Linked DNA regions of Mus musculus: regions 1, 2 and 4 are each linked to region 3. A link is a contact called in public Hi-C and Micro-C data. All regions are on one chromosome and are shown on one strand. The core of a region is the stretch at or near the end of the contact, and the rest is flanking DNA. Distances in the headings are between cores, read along the strand shown.

The links. A called contact is a pair of places that touch in the nucleus more often than the background predicts.
Region 1: a contact with region 3 is called in a Hi-C map of cerebellum, with 7 times the contacts expected there. The contact joins the promoter of Foxl2 here to the promoter of Tbx18 in region 3. A contact is called at or near these places in 3 of 39 promoter capture datasets (cranial neural crest, embryonic stem cells and hippocampal neurons) and 5 of 484 Hi-C or Micro-C datasets (cerebellum and embryonic stem cells).
Region 2: a contact with region 3 is called in a Hi-C map of embryonic stem cells, with 10 times the contacts expected there. The contact joins the promoter of B230323A14Rik here to the promoter of Tbx18 in region 3. A contact is called at or near these places in 3 of 39 promoter capture datasets (cranial neural crest, embryonic stem cells and second pharyngeal arch cranial neural crest) and 4 of 484 Hi-C or Micro-C datasets (all in embryonic stem cells).
Region 4: a contact with region 3 is called in a Micro-C map of embryonic stem cells, with 23 times the contacts expected there. The contact joins the promoter of Sox14 here to the promoter of Tbx18 in region 3. A contact is called at or near these places in 3 of 39 promoter capture datasets (cranial neural crest, embryonic stem cells and hippocampal neurons) and 4 of 484 Hi-C or Micro-C datasets (cerebellum and embryonic stem cells).

The regions. Positions count from the first base shown.
Region 1 is chr9:98,953,323-98,958,016 of GRCm38.p6, forward strand. Foxl2 (forkhead box L2) reads left to right here and starts at 2,285. Exons shown (of 1, transcript NM_012020.2): 1 at 2,285-4,694. The coding sequence starts at 2,339. The coding sequence ends at 3,466. Foxl2os (forkhead box L2, opposite strand) reads right to left here and starts at 1,988. Exons shown (of 8, transcript NR_003248.3): 1 at 1,083-1,988; 2 at 882-912; 3 at 706-796; 4 at 283-535.
Region 2 is chr9:69,759,852-69,764,511 of GRCm38.p6, forward strand. B230323A14Rik (RIKEN cDNA B230323A14 gene) reads left to right here and starts at 1,295. Exons shown (of 5, transcript NR_040765.1): 1 at 1,295-1,361. It overlaps Foxb1 (forkhead box B1), which reads right to left and starts at 1,089. Exons shown (of 2, transcript NM_022378.3): 1 at 697-1,089; 2 at 1-449. The coding sequence starts at 395.
Region 3 is chr9:87,729,125-87,734,381 of GRCm38.p6, forward strand. It overlaps Tbx18 (T-box18), which reads right to left and starts at 2,136. Exons shown (of 8, transcript NM_023814.4): 1 at 1,411-2,136; 2 at 337-541. The coding sequence starts at 1,720.
Region 4 is chr9:99,873,143-99,877,871 of GRCm38.p6, forward strand. Sox14 (SRY (sex determining region Y)-box 14) reads right to left here and starts at 3,028. Exons shown (of 1, transcript NM_011440.1): 1 at 964-3,028. The coding sequence starts at 2,542. The coding sequence ends at 1,820.

The DNA of each region.
Region 1 (4,694 bases), core at 1,035-3,534, about 11 Mb after region 3:
TCCACCCTCTTTGGTCCCGACCAAAGCCAGATATTTTTCCCCTGCCCAGAACCAAGCAGACTCAGATCCAGACCCATAACCTGGGCATGCCTGATGGTGAGGAAGAAGACAAACACCTGCAGGCATGCTCAGAAAACAGACAAGTATTGAAGAAGTGCTGTTTGTCTCTTGAGTGTGCTCAGGGCGGTGAGGGATAGCTTAGAAAAACATGGAGGCTACTTGGGGATACTGTCAATAAGGGCTAGATGTGGGTATTTCTCAGAGAAATTTAGAGAAGCCTACCTCCCTTGTATCCTGGTGGTTAGGCCGGGTTTGCCTGGCTGACCTCTCTGTAGTCATCTTTGAGATGTTGGACTACACACACACACACACACACACACACACACACACACACACACACACAGAGTCCTCCTTTCCCTTCATCTCAAAGTGGGAAGCACAAGCACACACTGTAGATAAATGGTCTTCGGACCGCTGGAGCCACTGGCCAGTGTGGGCTCGTGGCATTCTGGAGAACTCTTAAAGTCCAAGCAACCTGAAAGAAAGAGGTAGAAACAGGCACTGGGATAGCCACCTAGATGTGTGACTGGCACACATCATTCATTCAGACCATTATCCTTCACAACGTGTCTGATCACTCTTCCTCAGCCTCTCTCACACTTCCAAGACTGCAAACCTGTGTTAAGGCTGAGTGACAGGGCACACCTGATGTTGTGCTGGCACGGAAGGAATTCCTCTAAGTCCGTTTTCTATTTTCGGAGATGTAACTGGATCCCCACCAGACTTCGGCTATTATCTTAAAAACAAGGGGAAAGACTACTGTCCATTCGTGACTGGGACGCGAGAAAGCGCCTCCCCAGCCTGTGGTTTTCCTTCCTTACCTATGCTGGAAGGAGAAGATGCAGGTAACGGCTGTAAGGGTAGGAAGGACAAAGGAAGACAGGAAAAAAAAAAAAAAAAGAGGTTGTATCCACGAACCATGTTCATGGATACAACCATGTACTCTGGTGCTTGATTCATACACCTCACTAAGCAAAAATAAGCAAATACAAGTCTCACACATTGTACATATATAAGCATACCTGGGTTTCTGAACAGCACACTTGCGCAGTATCACGTGTGTCTTTAAGAACAGATTTTTGCCCCGTGCCTTCCACGCGTGACACTTGTGCACGCAACAGTCCCCAAAGCCCCTCAGCAACATCCTCGTCTGTGTCCAAGCCAGAGTACAAGGGATACCACTTGATCTTTAAAACACACACCCAAATTGTGGGATTGCAAGGCGAGTTCCAAGGAGAAAGCTGGTCCCTACATCCACCTCAGCACAGAGAAGCGAAACGTCCGATGCCAGTGAGCGGTACTCCTGGGTGTCTCTTCCCAGCGATCCTCTCCCCAGCCTCAATTGGGCTCAGAGAGCTCGAGGGACAGAGCAGGCCGAAGCTTCTGCCTTCCGTGACACGAGCTCTGAGCTGGTTTACCTCCAGCTGCCGCAAAGTTCGGCCACTCCACCCCGGTCCGGCCCCCTTGCCATCTCGCCCCTCCCTAAGCCTCAAAGCTAGAAGTCTAGCCCCAGCACAGCCCGAAGCACAGAGCAAAGGGTTTTGTTTTCTTTCACCTGAAAGCTGCCCAGAGGCTTGGATCACCTCTCCTCGCTGGGGTCAGCATTCCCGGGGCACTGGCAGGGCGCAGCGAGCCCCAACCAGGGCTTTTCGGCGAAGCAAACACCCGCAGATTTTCAAGACTCGTAAGAGCGTGAGGCAGGCTGTTGGCTGGGCCCGGGAGGCTCCGGAGGCTCGGGAAGGCCGGTCCAAGTTCTGCCGGCCGTTTAAAAAAAAAAGGAGACTTAGAGATGAACTCGCCCGTGCGCTGCTGGCTGCCCCGCTATAGGGGCGAAGGCCCCTGACGCAAGCGGAACTCTGCGGAGCCCATACGAATCAGAACGGAGCGAGGCTCCTGGCGCACTAGGGACTCCAGGAGGCGGCTGCGCCAGAGACGCGGGTCGCGCCTCGGGGAAACCGGGCGGTGGGGGGAGGGGAGAGCTCAGCCAAGAAAACCCACCGAGGCGGGGACTGGCCTGGGCGGGGAGGGGCGGCGGGGCCGGAGCCCCTCGCTGTTGGGCAGACTCCCGATGGCCAGAGGCTGACTTCCACTCCCGCAGACCGCTCCCCGGGGGGAAAAGAGAAGAGAGTGAGAGCCGCGCGAGGCCTCCGGTCCCCGCAGCCTGCAGAAGTTAGAGGCTCTGCGCCGAGCGCACACTCCTGCGCCCGCCTGCAAGGCGAGCCTGCACCAGGAGAGCACAGCCTCCGGGCTGCCCGGCCGCGGAGAGCCGGCTTTTGTCATGATGGCCAGCTACCCCGAGCCCGAAGACACGGCGGGGACCCTGCTGGCTCCGGAGAGCGGACGCGCAGTCAAAGAGGCCGAGGCGTCGCCGCCGAGTCCCGGCAAGGGAGGCGGGACAACACCGGAGAAACCAGACCCCGCGCAGAAGCCCCCGTACTCGTACGTGGCGCTCATCGCCATGGCGATCCGCGAGAGCGCCGAGAAGAGGCTCACTCTGTCCGGCATCTACCAGTACATCATAGCCAAGTTCCCGTTCTACGAGAAGAACAAGAAGGGCTGGCAGAATAGCATCCGCCACAACCTCAGCCTCAACGAGTGCTTCATCAAGGTGCCGCGCGAGGGCGGCGGCGAGCGCAAGGGCAACTACTGGACGCTCGACCCGGCCTGCGAGGACATGTTCGAGAAGGGCAACTACCGGCGCCGCCGCCGCATGAAGCGGCCCTTCCGGCCGCCGCCCGCTCACTTCCAGCCCGGCAAGGGGCTCTTCGGGAGCGGAGGAGCGGCGGGTGGCTGCGGCGTGCCCGGAGCTGGGGCCGATGGCTATGGCTACCTGGCGCCACCCAAGTACCTGCAATCGGGGTTCCTCAACAACTCCTGGCCCCTGCCGCAGCCTCCCTCGCCCATGCCCTACGCCTCCTGCCAGATGGCGGCGGCTGCGGCGGCCGCTGCTGCAGCCGCTGCAGCCGCCGGCCCGGGCAGCCCCGGTGCAGCCGCGGTGGTCAAGGGGCTGGCGGGCCCCGCCGCCTCCTACGGGCCGTACTCGCGCGTGCAGAGCATGGCGCTGCCTCCGGGCGTCGTGAACTCCTACAACGGCCTGGGGGGCCCTCCTGCCGCACCACCGCCGCCGCCACCGCCGCCGCACCCTCACCCGCACCCTCACGCACATCATCTGCACGCGGCCGCTGCGCCCCCGCCAGCCCCGCCACACCACGGGGCTGCCGCGCCTCCCCCGGGTCAGCTCAGTCCCGCCAGCCCGGCCACCGCCGCGCCCCCGGCACCCGCGCCCACGAGCGCGCCCGGCCTGCAGTTCGCCTGCGCCCGGCAACCCGAGCTCGCCATGATGCATTGCTCATACTGGGACCACGACAGCAAGACGGGCGCGCTGCACTCGCGTCTGGATCTCTGAGTGCCAACGCGCGCGGGAGCGGTCCCCCACCCCTATCCCGGGAGTGGAGGAGCCGAGCTCGGGTCGCAGCCGCAGCAGCCAGCCTGACAGCGCGCACTCCGGGACAGCTTCTGGATGCAGAGCCCTCGAGCGGTCTGCCCTTCCTCGGTCCGCCCCGCTCCTGCGACTCCGCTTTGTCGCCTCCGCTGCTCCTCCGGTGCTCTTCCCCGCCGCGGCCTCTGCTTTCCCGTGCTGCTGGCCGGAGGCCGCCCACTCCGTGCTTTCCGCGGGCCTCCTCTCCTCACCGCAGGGAGTGAGTCCCCGGCCGAGGTGCGGTCGAAGTGTCTGAGACGCAGCTTACCTCTTGGCCCTCTCTTCCAGGTCGGTGGACTCAAGCTCGATTTTATTTTTAATTCCCCACCCCGACTGTCTGCGACTAGAAGCGCTAGGCTGCTGGGGGAAGAGGGACCCACACTACCGGAGAATGGAAAGAACGTGTCTGGTCGCTCTGCGATCCCTCCTGGAACTGATCAGAAGCCGCTTGCAGAGGGGCCCACTGGGCGGGGCGGGGGTTGAGCCCCAGGCTGGAGCAGGGACAGCCTCGTTCCGCGGCCTGCAACCGAGTTCTCATCCCCCGCTCCTTGTGAGGCCGTGGTGCCTCCGCTCCGCAGAGCACCGCATAGGGCACCTCCAGGCCAGGTCTTTATGAAAAAGATTGGTGAGGCTTTTGAAAATATTAAAAAATACTTTTTAAAGAAAAAAAGAAAGAGGGAGAGAATAAAACATTCATGGGGGGGTGGGGAGGAGAAATGTAATGGCCTTGGAGTTTGCTAAAACCAAACAACAAAATCAAAAGTTTTGGTTTTCTTCATCGACCCTGCTGGGAAATTTGTGTAAGAATTCCCGTGGTGACTTCATTAGGCTGTGTTCAGAGGGAGGAGAAAATAACTAGCTAAAATAAGGTTTCCACTACAAATTAGGAATTTCTTTTCTATTTAAAAGTTGAACTCAAAACAAATTTCCCCGGATCTTCCGATTCTGCCCCGGATGCCAGAAGAGATCTCTGCCTGGCTGGTACACACCGCCCAGATGACACTCCTATCCCTGATTTTTGTTTTTCCAATGTCTTGTTTCTTCCACCTTCGGAAGGAGAAATGTGAAACTCGTCATGGCCGGCCCACACGGGCTTGTGGCCCCAGCCGGCTGGCCCGAAATCCCGTGACCTGGTGGTTGAGTAATGTCTTTCGGG
Region 2 (4,660 bases), core at 45-2,544, about 18 Mb before region 3:
TGCTGCTGGAGGTACTGCGCGGCGTCCGCCGGCTTGCTGGGCGCCAGGTGGTCTGACTTGAGCACCTTGAAGCGCTTGCGACGCCGCAGGAAGCTCCCGTTCTCGAACATGTCCCCGCAGCTGGGATGCAGCGCCCAGAAGCTGCCCTTGCCCGGCTGGTCTGGCCGCCTCGGGATCTTGATGAAGCAATCGTTGAAGGAGAGATTGTGGCGCAGGCTGTTCTGCCAGCGCTGCGTGTTCTCCCGGTAGTAGGGGAAGCGGTCCATGATGAACTTGTAGATCTCGCTGAGCGGCAGCATCTTCTCCGGAGAGCTCTGGATGGCCATGGCGGTCAGCGAGATGTATGAGTAGGGCGGCTTCTGGTCGCTGTACGTGTTGCGGCCCGGCCGAGGCATCTTCTTGCTTGGCCACTTGCTCAGGGTCCGCGCGGCCCGGAGGACTGGTCGAATCTGAGAAGGGGGGAGGTGATGGAGAAGGGCAGCATAGGTGCAGAGACACTGGCGAGGTCACTCAGGCCGAGTCACAGATATAGGGGGTGGGGAAGAGGGGATTCGGGTGCCAGCAACTTTGCGCACCAAACTGGGTAAGACTCAGCTAGGGGAAGTGGAGAGGGGAAGACCGAGAGCAGCAGAGAGGTTTGCAGGAAAGTAGGTAGGACCTGGATTCAGGGGAGGGGACAGAGAGATAGATGCTCACCTTAAAGTTGTTCCAAGTTGCCGGTCCGCATCCGGGATGGCGTGGCTGGTGGCCGAGTCCCTCCCTGCGCGCGACCGGAGCGCAGCGTCGGGGAGCAGTGAGACTCGCTGCCAGCTAGGCTTGGACTCAGCCCGGTAGAGCTCCTCTCCGCGGGCTGCGCAGCGCGCTCGTGGGTCGTGCGCCCTGCTGGGAGACCGAACTCGGCTGCGGAGTGCCCGTGAGGACAGTGGCAGACGCCGCCTCAGGGATCCAGAGGACGCTGCTGTGGTGTTCGTGGTTCCGCTGAGCTAGGTGGCTGCCTCCATGTCCACCCTCGAACCATCTGATAGTTTTAAGCGGTGACAGGAGCAGAAAAGACCCCTGTAGCGGCGCTTCATTAATGTGCCACTTCTTAGCTATCGTATGACAATCGCCTTGGGAGGAGGAGGAAAAGGAGGGGGAGCGGGGGCTGCAGAGGGAGGGGACTGAGGGAGAGGAGAGAGAGCCTGGCCAGCGCTGGTTTCTTTCACACCTATTTACATGGACACCTTGGCCAATAGGAATCACTTCCAGCCGAAGACTGGGAGACCGGGAAGAGCCTCTGCCGCCCGCGGGGAGCGGGCAGCGCCTACCGGTGTGCGCAATGGGAAGGTATGAGCGGAGCAGCGCGCGGAGCCGGCTGGCAGGTGACCACTCACTCTGAGCTATCTGCCGCGCCGGTGGTGTTTGACATGGAAATTGCTCGGCTGGGGTATTCTGTTTCCTTTGCTTTGTGTCGGGTTTGTATTGTTAGCTAACTTATAGCACAGGCTTTCTCCTGAAGGGCGACCTTTCTACTTTGGTTGCCACTGCGCGGGGTTGATTGGATGGGTTGTTCAAATGGAAACCTACCTCGCAATCCCACCCCCAGTCCTGCAAGAGGCAGGTAGAAATTTGTCTGTCGCTTTAAAAAGGTGGTAAAGTTAATAGACGCATATAGATAGATATATTTGGACAGCTGGGTGGATAAGTCCGTTTTGAATATATATATATTCAATATATATATATTGGTTGTGAGCCTAGCCTTTAACGGCTGAGCCATCTCTCCAGGCCAAGGTAAGTTTGGGGTTTTTGTTTTTTGTTTTTTGTTCTTTGAAAAGAATGGATGAATGTATTAGGTTCTGCTTTAATACGTTTTTCAGAGATTTAATGGGCACAAGGACGTTCAGGGTAAATTGAGGCAAGGCAGCGTGTGGGCCTGGGGAGGGCGGGAGTTTGTCCAATGTACGCTATGGCTTCCGGGTCTCCTTTTTCCAGGTGCTTGCGAAGTCTGAGGTTTCTTGGAAGTTAGCGGGTCAGCATTTTGCAGACCCCTCCCCCTTTTTACATGGGAATAGTTTCTTTAGAGTTTAGAACTCCATGAAAAGACAAACAGTGCCTGCTGAGACCAGCGAGGTTTTTTTTTTGGGGGGGGGGGGGGCACGTGGCACCAGGCCTGGAGAGAATAGCGGGCTCCTTCGAGTTCATATTTGCCTTGTGAGGATTAAATGAATCATTAGTATCATTATCATCATCATCTTCTTCTTCGTCGTCGCCGTCTTCATCAAACTGTTAGGGAATAAACCGCGACTCAACCCTTCGGCTTGCACGCAATGAGTACAAGCCAGGAGTTCCACGCTTTTCAGCGCTTTCCGGGGGCCTTTGTGGTTTTAAAAAGAACCCCATGCCACTAGGTTAAATACTTAATACCTACAGCCTAACAGAACTGTCTTTAAACTCCGAAAACCTCTTTTTCCTTTTTTCTTTCTTCCTCCCCCTCCCCCATAGGAGCAGACTGATAGTTGTAGTGTGACGTTTGTTACACTTTGAGTGACAGTAGAGCATTAGTCTGTGAATAGCAAGAAAACCTTTCAGCTTCCGAGCGCGCGCACACACACACATACACACACACACACACACACACACACACACACACACACACACACACACATCCCTACTCACATAACTTCATTAACCACAGTTTCGAAGCCGGTCAATAACTCACCAAAACGTAACTTAAACACGACGAATTTAGGAGATTAAACAATTTCATTAATATTGAAATGGCTCTGGCGCCTGGGCTGCTGCGCTTTAGATGCAAGCGCACGTTTTTCAATATTAACAGAGTGCTTGAAGGGAAGACTCAAGTCACCTTCTTAATTCGGGGGAAAAAATAACCAGGAGGAGGGAGGAGGTGCGAGCAGGGGGGTGGGGGTAGAAGCATTGACCCGTCTCTGGGGGCAAGGCTAGAACAGGGCAGATATGTGGATCTCCCTTCTCCAAAGATTAAATCAGTTGGACCCTAGGCCCAGTTTGGGCCAGAGGCAGCCCTACTGGACTGAGCTGCGCGCGCTACAACAACAAACTAAGGTTTGGTGGTGTTTCTGCGCGTGCCCGGGTTAGGCTCCAGGGCCTGCAGTGGGAGGAGCTGGGAGCGCAAAGGGGTGGGGAACCCGAGGGGTGTTTGAAGTGGGATGGAGTTCTGGTTCCTTGCCTTGCTTGCTCTAGATAGAGCTTCGGAGGCACTAAAGCAATCGCGGCTTTAAGCCAAGGTAGGATTGCTCCTGGGTGGAAAGGTGCCGGCTTGGAAGCCCTTGAGTATTTTACAGATTCCCTTTAGCAAACATGTGCAGGGGTTCATACCGAAATGCAAAGATGGATAAAATATTTATGGTGATTGCATCCCAGATGGTAAAAGACCATCGTCCCTACCTCCCCCCCCCCCAGCCCTACCCCCAATGGCAACCAGTAAGATACTTTTCTACCCGGTCTGGGTGAGGAATAGCGTAAGGTTTAACAATTGACATTTTGTTGTCCTGCAAAAGGGGTCTTTGTGTGGTTGTCGAAATCACTGCTCAGAGCAAACAGAAGATTAACTAAATTCTAAAAGTGAAAACGTTCACGGGGGGGGGGGGGACACGGACAAACCCAAAACAATCACTTTAACTTGGAATAAATCTTTGTTCATTTCCCTGGGGAAAGTTGTCACCACTGTGTCCATGCAGTATTACATGTAGGAATTGATGTTTGCCGAATTTTCAGTCTCATTACTTTTGAGAAGGAAGCTGAGGCTCACTGCCCATGTTTAGGGTTAATCAAGTAAACAGAACTTAATCACTTAAGTTTGCTTGTGAGGGGAATGGAGCTGTAGAGGCACATTTAACTCCCGGGCATTGCTGCAAAGTTCTACCTCAGTTCCTGTCAGAGGTCTTCAAAGCCCTAGAGAGGGAGGGTGGAGTTGCAAGCTGTTTACAGCATTTTAAGGATGGTATTATAAAGAGACTGAATGCTTTCCAGAAATCTTGAAAAAGTGCGTCAGTCTTTTGTACAAAACCCAAAGCCAATAGAAGCTTGGTGGAGGTGGGAGGGGGCAACATCCGACCGGGGGGCTTAAGGGGTTGTTGGGAAAACTATATAAAACACACACAAGTCAATTATACCCCATGTGCCAACCAAATGGTGATCCCCTCCAGCACGGACCGTTCATCGACTCGTCAAGCCCACCGCCTACCACCTTTCTCTACTGAAAGTTTGCTAGAGCCTCTTTTCCCATAAGCTGGACCACACACGGCTGCAGATTTTGCAATAATTTATGCTAATTTCCCTCCATAAATCCACAATTCGCTTCAGTGGCACCCGAGCTGCCGAGGGAGTGAAAAGGAGACAGAGGGGTGACAAAAACAATATTGATTTTGATTCCTTGTGTTGTTAAGCAGGTGTGTGTGTGTGTGTGTGTGTGTGTGTGGAGAGGAGAACCCTCCCCTTAGCCATTCCCTCCCTCCAACCCAACAAACACAATCCAGAAAACAACCACGTCCAGTTTGTTAATATTTACCAAACCGGATGGGAGGTGGCAGGAACATACCCAGCAGCTTCTGAAAGTTTCCCAAACGCCAAAAACAATACCCGTCGCCCCTACTCGGAATGTGAACCACATGCAACCTGCAGCGACAAGGCTGAGCCGGGC
Region 3 (5,257 bases), core at 886-3,385:
AACTAAAACAGGAGAGGTCATGTATAACCTAGTTCAGGACTGATAACTAGAGCCTAAATAAATGTAAACTGAGGTGCACATGACATACCTGTAACTACTTCACACTCCCTAACCCAGAGCATGGATCGCTAAGGCTGTAGCACCCAACTTGACAAAGATCTTTCAGACCTAAATGAAACTGGGCCGGGATGCGCCCTTCCTCGACAGTGCTTTGGGAAAGAAAGCAGTAAAGATTTAGAAAGGAAGCTACTGTCTGGGGCCCTGTTGGGTGGGTCAGAGCTGCGGCCAGGGTCCGGTGAGGCCAAAGTCCCAGGACACACGGAGACTCAAGCTTACCTGCCGGCTTTGGTGATGATCATCTCGGTGCCTATTTCGTGAAAGCGCTTCCAGAGCTCCGCTCCTTGCAGATCTACTCTCGGGGCCTGCGGCGCGGGCAGCGGGGTCCCCGGTCGTGCCAAGCCAGGTACGGGAGACCCTTTCGGGGAGCCTCCCGGGGATGCCAACGGGGAGGCGCCCTGCAGGAAGCCATCCTCACAGCTGCCTGGACAGCAGAGGGTAGAGACGGGGAAGCAGTGAGGGGGCGATCCGGCCTTGAGGATCATCTCAGGGCCAGGCCCTAGGACAGCTGCCCGCAGTCCTGCCGCGCGGGGCGATCGGAGTTGCCTTGAGGCCTTTAGGGTCCCACCGAGTTCCTATGTCCCAGAGCCAGGCCCGCAAACTCCCCATGCGCCCCGCCTTGTGGGCCTGAGACCTGTCCCCGAGCTCACTGTCCCTGGGCGCAGATCTCACTGCGGCCGCTGCCGGGATCTGCTCCGGTCACCCCTTCCTCCCTCCGCCCCAGGAGGCCGCCGGGCCTCTGGGCCTCGCGCGAGGCACTTTCTGAGAACTTCCCCAAACCCCGCTCCAGGCAATCCTCCGGGCTGCTGGCTCTCCGGGCCCCGCAGCACAGCGGATAGAAGAGAGCTAAAAGCCCGCCCCGAGGCGCCCTGGGCTCCGGAGGAGTAGCGCTCCGCGTTCAGAAGGGCAGAGAGTGTGGGCGAGCTCGCCGCCGCCTCCCCGGTTGGCGCACCCAACTTCTGGGCGTCCGAGCCCTTTTCCGCGCTTTTAGCCCGCGCCCTCCCGCACGCGCCCCGGGGGCCCCTAAAACTTAGAGAAGTGAAAAGCAGCGGCAGCCCTGGGCTCGAACCCTCCCGGCGCAGAGGCGAGGACGGCGGCAGCCCGCCGAGCCGGGCAGAGAGCCGCGGATGGACGGTGTGCGGGGCCGACGGCTCAACGCCTGCCCCCGGGGCTCGGCGGCGGAGGCCCGGGAGGAGCGGGCGCTAGCGCTGCCTCACCGAAGCTCAGGTTCGCGGGAGCCGGGCGGAGACGCACCGGGAAGCCGCTGGGGCAGGAAGGGATCGATCGACTCACCCGCCGCTCCGCGGGAGCCACAGCTCCGCTCCGCGTCCGCGCAGCTCCGCGCTGGCCCGGACGCCGCCCCGGCTGCCGGCGGCGGGGCAGCCGCTTCTTCGTCGGCCTCCGAGCAGCCGTGCTCCCCCGCGCCTCCGCTACGGCTGCAGCCTGCGTCTTCCACCGCCCCCGCCGCCTCTTCCGTGGCCAGCTTTCTCCGCTTCTTTTGAAGCTGTTGCTGCTTCTCGGCGCCGATCAGTGCCTCCACAGAGAAGGCGTGCGCCTTGAGGCTTAGCATGCTGCACGGTGAGCCCCTCCGCTTCTCCGCCATCCCCGCCTCCCCGAGCCCGCTCGCCCCTCTCTCATATACTCGCGGCTGGGGCGCACGCACGCGCTCGCCCTCCTGGCCCCCCACCAAACGCTCCGCAGCTCCCGATGCCTCCCGAGATCTGTCCCCTTCCTAGCTGCGGGCAAAAACAAATTTGCCGTTTCCTCTTTCTCTGGCGTTGGGATCCGAGGAAGCAGGAACGCGGCCGCCAAGTTTCCTTCCCTCTGTCTCTCCCTCGAGTTCAATGATGCACTTCTTGACTCCCAAACCCTCCACCTCCTCCTGCTGCTCCAAGATCTGCCTCGACTGATGAGCCCGAGAGGACTAACACGGGGAAAAAAAAAACACTCTGCGGACACAAATTAGGGATTGTAATTGAAATTTGTTGCCTTGATCTGTCAGCACTTCAAGGCAGGAGAGCGGTGGGAAGAACTTGCTCATTAGTGTCAATAAAGCGGCGGGGGAGGGTCCTATGGAGCTGTCCATCACCGAAACGGTTTACCAATCAGGAGAATCTAACTCCGCTCAGCCCGCGCCCACTTCCTTACAAGGTCGGAAAATCTCAGACCGAAAAGCGCCGCCATCTGGCTCGTCTCTGCCAGTCTCTAGAAAGCTGAACCCTCTTTTGCTGACACCCGCCAACCCAGTCGCTTCTCAGGCTTTTCTTATCAGGACCAGGAAAGGCTGAGCCTCAGGGTTTAACCGAGAAAAGAGATCCGTAACTAGTAGTATAGAGGATCTTTCAAGGACCCTTAAATCTCCGGTCTCTCATCCCTGTCCATGGGGCTAAGAAGTACATTTGGAGGAGGCAGGAACTTACAGCCAACAGTTTGTTGTTTCTCACTTAAACATTCCTGCATCTATTGATGCCCACTGTATGGAGAGAATGACCACGGGCTTGAATCTTACTCCGAAGATTTTTTTCTTACGTGAGATGAGTTTACGCATATTTGATATTTTTTAGATTTAAAAATTAATCATTGTAATATCTCTCAGACCTTCATATAACCGATTCAGGAAAGGTGTCTCCTTTTATTTAGGACTAATTATTTTAAAACGTAGGTCCTGGGATTTTAATTCTGTTTGTCTTTAATGATATAGGTTTAACTTCAAAACTTCACAAAGTAAACCATGTTTTATGAATTTCTGTATGTTTTTTGAAAGTTCTGTATGTTAAAAGTAGCTTCGTATTCATATTGGTTTTTTTTTTTAATCGGCGTGTTTCTTTAAAATAAATTCAAAAGAAAGCAGAACTCTAGAATTGAACGATCGCAAACATGTATGTGCAGTTCTGTTGTTTAAACTCAACATTTTCTTAGGATTAACAGGATGTGGGTTTGATGGGGATAATAAAAAAAATCACTTGTAGAATAAAATTCACTATGTGCACAAATCTTTAGTATAAAATAGGCCAGGGACGATTCGTTTTGTTTCATTTTGCTTTGCCTCCTTTATTCGATGTTCATTTAAACACTGCAGTCCTAGCTTTCTTCTGGCTTCTCCTCGGCATTCAGGAAAATGGCCTCTGAAAGTACCATCAACCCCGGAAGGAGGGTTTTGTTTTTAAATCATAGATAGAGAAACCTGCAGTTCCTTCAGGACTGGAGTGCTGGGAAGAAATTGAACCAAGCAGCGAGTGCCTAGAGGCGCCTGCAAGGCCTGGGCCAGAAAGGACTTGGTAATATCTTTGCTGTGGATGCAGATTTTTAAATGCCTGAAAAATGCGTTCAATTGGAAGACATTGTTTTATTTGGGGCACTGGGAGCCGGTGTAGCCTACTGGCTTGAAGCTGTCTGGAGAAGCTCTCGCAGACTCATCAGAGTGTAGGGTGATGTGGTATCCTGAATAAGTTCAACCCGGTTAGTGAAGTTTGGCCTAAAGCGGGAGCCAACCAGAAAGCTTGAAGAGGCAGCCTGGAAAGTTCTGGGTTAGTAGGGAGAGTCTAGGACGAAGTCTGTAGAGTTTAAGCAAACAACTCAAGGCCCTGTGTGAAGCTCCCGCGTGAAGCTACGTATCTTCAGTTGCCCATTGAGCTAGAGCGCCCAGCCCCAGCCCTGGGCCCTCATAGATGGTCCAATGGAGCGGTTCTCCGAGCAAGGCCGGCTTGCAGCCTAAGGGATTCATAAATTCTGTGACGGAGGTGGGGGGGGGGGTGGAGTCACTAAAAGGTTTCTGGCATACTCGACCAGCCCGCAGGAGGAGGCTGGGCGGCTGATTCCAAGAAACCGCAGGGATTTCCAGACCGGAAGCCTACTTTGTAGTTATGATCTTGTCCCTTTAAATGCCGCACAGTTCAAACTGGTTTGGGATGTTGAAACAGGCCTTCTAGGCTACCCTGAGGAGCACAGGGTCCCAAGCCCTCCGCTGTCCCTCTGCGTCTTCTTCCAACGTTACCCCTGGCAGCTGGAGCCTCGGGGTACAAAATTTGACTTGGGTTCATATAACAAACAAACTGGAAAACAATATTACAAACTAACAACAAAAATAAAAGTAGTAGCTATGGGTCCAAGTATGCGCAGAGCTCTTGAGGCAGAATGAGGGCGCTAGCTCCCTTAGCTTGAATGAGGGCGCTAGCTCCCTTACTACTGGTCCCACTGCTTGAATCCCGCTCCAGCTCCAGGACCAAGGACAAACTGGTTCCCCCTTGGGTTGCAAACTGTGTACACAGAGCACGACCTGCAATCCTTGGAAACTATCAGAGAACCTCATCCCGGGCTGGATAGCGAAACTAGACCCCAGTCCGCTGAGAAGTCAAGGAAAGGGGTTTTACGGAAGCCTTAGTTTCCCGAGGCCTTTCTCCCCCCCCCCACCCCACCCCCCGTCCCCACCCCCACCCCCGGTTGCAACAAATGTATGCTTAAGAAAAGGCCAAATCCTGCTGTTCAAATCAAGAGAGTGACGAATGCACTGCCACTCGGCGTGCCCCACCCCGAACCTCCAAATCCTGGAGTCTCATTTGCAAGGCTTGGTCTGCACGCACCTATGATCTCCTGTAGAGGTGTTGGTGTATGCTTGGTCACCCGGGAGTGTGTTCCTATAACTCAGGGAGAGAAAAATCTCTTTTCCCATTGTATTACCTACATTAAGGAAGGATTAGAAGTGGAAGAGTGTGCAGTCGGGCCTCTGCCGGCACTTGCCAAACACTATTTTAACTGAAAGCCACTCTGGGGTTGGAGTCAGCCTAAGCGAACTGGTAGCTAAAGGAAAGGCAGAAAATCCTGGAGGGTCCAGATTTGGCGAGGGGAGAGAGATGATGAATGCTGGAATCAGGATCCCACGGAATAACCAAGATGTGTGTGTGTGTGTGTGTGTGTGTGTGTGTGTGTGTGTGTGTGTGTGTGTGTTGGGGAGGGGAGCGTGAAGGAAAGGATAGACGTTTAAATACCATATCTGCTCTCTGCTTTTTCTGATGCAGTTCTGAAACATTCTTCTTAAAAGAAAAATAATGAAGAAAACATTCTCTCCATCTGCATGATGCTTTTTAGTCTCTGTCTCTGTCTCTCTCTCTCTGTCTCTCTGTCTCTCTCTCTCTCTGTGTGT
Region 4 (4,729 bases), core at 1,778-4,277, about 12 Mb after region 3:
CCGAGTCCTTTGGGGGGGGGGCGGAGGCGCCCACAAATCTCTCAACAGCAGCAGAAAGGCCTTGAGTCCAAGGCTGCCCCATCCCTTCCAGGCACCATAGCAAAGCCAAGGGTGAAGGGAAACACACACCGCCTATTGAAAAAAACGCGGGACCACGGATTTAGGGAGTGAAACTCGCGGGATACTGGAGGTGAGAAGAACGTTTCAAATTAGACAACAAACTCTGAAGAGAGCTGTTGAGCTAGATAGCATCAGCAAAGCCTTGGCACCCTCAACAAAACACTCACATGGAGGGGGAAAGAGATGGAATCTCCTCTTAAAAATCTGTGTTTTAAGAACTCTTTGCCTGATGGATGGCAGTATTGTCTCCTTTCTTTTTTCGCCAATCTTTTTCCCACAACGGAACAACAACAACAACAACAAAGTCGTTATCAACCAATTAAAAACATTTTTAAACTTAGAAACTTAGTTTGGGGTCCCAGATTCCCAGGAGGGGGGCAGTGATAGCAAACATTAAAAAAAAAACCAACCCCACCAATTCTACCGCTTTCATCCCATGCTCTGAACTTAAGCACCCACAGCAGTACACACTGCTCCTGTAGAGAAACTTGTTCCTCCCTCCAACACTGCGACCCCCCAGTCTTTGGAGTGTAGTTGTTAAAAAGCAAACCCACCCAGAACTCAAGAGGTTTCATCATAGTTCATTCATTGCTGGGAGCTGTTTGACCCACTTTAGGAAGGTTGCGGGAAAGGCACAGCACTGTGATATTGGTACCTTTGCCAAGCCTCTAAAGGCAAAACTGGGGTCAGGGCCCCTCTATAGGCCATAGGCCACCAGGTTCTGCCAGGACAGGACCTCCTGCAGCCTACCCTGCTTCACTCCCTCTAGGTACTGCCAGCCTGGAAGAAGACTCCATCTCCTTGACCTGAGCCTCCTTACTAGATTTTTATGCACATCCAAGGTTACTTTTTTGCAATGACAGATTGTCTTTATTCAAAACGTCTTTGTTCAACAAATGAACAGAGGAATGAGGGAAAAAATCCTTCTAGGTACATTTCCAAGACATTGTCCAAACATTTATGACCATGTAGGATGTTTATTATTATTATTATTATTTTAAGGTTTTGTCCACTTTCTACTTCCTGACTTCATTACCTGACATTCTGTCTAAAAGTAAACTTAGGTGTCTAGGAGTACTGCGGGTACACAAAGCGAAAAGCCACGTGGTTCCTTTTTGTTTTCTTTTTATCGAAGCAAACACGACCATAGTATGGTTTTAAACAGAAAGGTTTCCCTTCCTGAAGTTTTAAACTTTTAAGCCTTTCACCTCCCCACACACAGGAAGAGCAAATGGTGCCTAGCTGTGTCTGACGGCACAGCACCAAGACTCAGCTCTTTTTCTTCAGTGGGAAAGGAAAAAATATATATATACGCATATTCTAGATATAATACCAGGATCTGGGAGTTCCGAGTCCAAAGCCTATCCGCGGACAGTGAGGGGGACGTAAATAAAGCAAAACTGCCTACTTTTTTTTTTGTCCAAAGGGGGTACAGTCGAGACTTGCTTTGGGAGAGTCGGGAGAGGGGAAGAAGATGTGTAGCTTTCTAAATGTTTGCAAATTTCTGGCACCAGTCTGTGCCTTGGGTCCAGGATGATGGCCCTTCCCTTCCCCCCTGGAAGAGAGAGGCAGAGTCTGGGGTGGGCAAGGGGCAGCGGCAGGCCTGACCCAGAGGCATCTGCGGGCCAGACTAGGTGCAAAGGAAAGGATTCAGATCTCTGCTTCCACGCTACCCATCAGGTCCGGGCCAAGCTTGGGGTTACATGGCCGTAGCGTGGGCTGACGAATAAGGGTCTATGCCAGTCTTGGTCATGCCTGGGAAGAGGATGTAGGCGACAGGGGGCTGCAGGGTGGAGGCAGACCAGGCGGTACAGTTACAGGGCACCACGTAGCCCGGGTTGGTGGGGGACGGGTGCGTGTGCGTGTGCTGGCTGGGGCAGCTGAGACTGCCGAAGGCGCCGTTCTGATAGCCCAGGGTGGACGCGTAGGGCAGCGCGCTGGTGGCCAACGTGTGGGGCACTTCACCCATCTTCTGGATGGCACTGGAACTAAATTGCGCAGGGTCCAGCAGGGAGTAAGGTGCCGAGGCAGGCGGCAAGAAGGCCCGGGCTTTCTCGGGCGCGCTCAGGAGGCCGTCGGAAGCCCCCACGGGCAGGCCGGCCGCCTTGAGCGGGTCCGTGTCGCCCAGGTAGGGCAGGGGGAAGACATACCTGTCCTTCTTGAGCAGGTTCTTCGGCTTGCGCCGCGGCCGGTACTTGTAGTCAGGGTGCTCCTTCATGTGTTGGGCGCGCAGCCTTTTGGCTTCATCGATGTAAGGCCGCTTCTCTGCCTCGGACAGGAGCTTCCATTCGGCGCCCAGGCGTTTGCTGATCTCCGAGTTGTGCATCTTGGGATTTTCCTGGGCCATCTTGCGCCGCTGGCCCCGGGACCATACCATGAAGGCATTCATGGGCCGCTTGATGTGGTCTGAAGGTTTGGACATGGTCCCGGCGAGGCGGGCGGGGGCGGGGAATGCAGGGGCTCTGCGGGCGAGCCTGGGCGCGGTTGGCCGTCTGTCTTTCTGTCCGTCCTGAGCCCGGGACTCTGAACTCCCCTCGTCTCGGAGCCGCAGAGGGGAAATCAGAGAGAAGAGCTGACCCTGCAAAGTTTTCAACTGATCATGCCAGTCCCAGCCCCCAGGCAGCCCCCAGGGGGCCGAAGGGTAGGAAGGGCAGCGGGGATGAGAGGGCGCTCGGCCTGGAGTCTGTGGGCACCAGAGATTGGGGCCCAAGTACCAGAGTCTTGGGATTAAGTGGCTAGGTAATTTTCTGGCAAGGGCAGGAGATTCCTCCTTCGCTCCCTCTTCACCTTCGCCTTCTCTCCTTCCCGTCTCTCCCCTGGCTTCTCTGGCCGTGGCTCCCCCCCTCCCGTGGTTTCCGGGCGCTGCTTTGCCTAGCACTGCACCTGGCCGAGAATGCGGGGAGGCTGGTGAACTGCAGCCAAAAGCGGCGAAGTTCAAAGGCGAGGTGGGCCGGGACCGCACGCACTCTGACATAAGCGCGGGGCGGCGACTCCCCAACCTGGGCTCCAATCAGCAGCAGGGAAGGCGAGGGGGCGCACCTGCCAACTCGCGAGTAGTGGAAACCCGGAGCGTCCCTGATGGGGGCGGGGAGAGGTATGAGGGACAGAGAGACCGCCACCGCGAACAGAGCGGCTTGATAGCTCAGGATTCGGGGCGGGGGTTCACATTGTCTCTGGCACTGTCAAAAAATTAAAACTCTTCGTGACCCCTGTTTTTCTTCCCCAGTTGTTCAAAGGAGAACCGGTGCTTCTAATAATATAAAGACCCAGGAAGCTGTCAGCCAAGCCAGCAAGCCCAGAGCTCACGTAGATAAATAGGACAGTCCCGTCACCAAATGGGAAGACAGCACCCTCTACCCCCACCCCGCCCCCAACAACACACACTTGTCAAAGATCCTTGGGAGAGGAAAAGAATATATCAAACTCAGGCCAAAACCAAAATAAACTTTTCGCGCCAGAACATCTACGGTGCTTTGGTATCATTCTCCCAGGTTGGCTTTAGGCGGCGCCTCCACCTGTAATCCAGGACGCTCTGCGGAGCAGTTCTGGGTCCCTGGGGGTCGGAGCCAAGAGCTTTGAGCCGAGACCAGGATGCTTCATGCGGGCTTCGCAGAGGTTTAGAGTCCTGATTGGCAAGCCCTTAACACTCTTCACTTTGGGGGCCCTTGCCACTAGGACTCTTCACTTTGAGGGTTGAGTGTGGTAGGCAGAGGTCCATCCTGATTCTTATTCACCTATGTTATTATTATTAGGCGATTTAAAACTCGAAGCTTCCCTCAACGTCCAAACTGCAAGGGCAGAGGGAAGGCGGGGCTTGGGGACCTTCCTGGTCTCTCTTCTGCGCCTGCAGCGTGGAGCCTCAGGCTGTACCCTCTTAGCTAGGGTCAATTTTTCTCAGGGTGCCTTTTCCCACCCAGTGAGGATGGGGGCTCGTTTCTCGAGTCAGATGAGCATTCTTCGGGTAAAGAGGACGAAATAACCCGCCGAGCCAACCTGCGAGCCTGTTTTCTTTGAATAATTGCCTGGCCGATGCGAAATGCCCTTGGGGGAAATATTTATTAAATGGAAACCATTGTCCCGGGTCCTGAAGGACTGGAGTGTGTTCCAGACTTATTGGCTTTTGCGCTAGCCAGTCTCTCCCGGGAGGAGGACAGGCCGAAATGCCCACGGCGCAGTCGGCTACCAGAAGCTGCGAGTGGGGGTAGGTGGGCGGCAAGAAGGGAGGGCCTTTTTTTTTAATGTAGTGTGTTGTGTTTGAAGGAGAGAATTTATTTCCGCTTCCTATGATTGCAAAAACGTGGGGGCGGGGGGGGGGCGGGAAATCGGTCAGCTTTAGGGCTGTTCTTAACAGTGTTGGATGTTATTCCCATTTCACAGATGAGGAATAATTTCCGGGAGAACTGATCTTCATTCTGATTTATTTAGAGGCAGCTGGAGCCCCTACTTTCTGAGAAAACTTTCACCTCTACCTGGGGAGGCTACCTTCCTATTGTAAAGCAGATACACAACATTTGAATTCCTCCAAAGGTGGCCCTTCACTCTCAGCTTCTCTCCTTTCTACCTCTCTCCTTCCCTCCCGTCCCCTTCTCTCTCCTCACCTCTCCCTTCT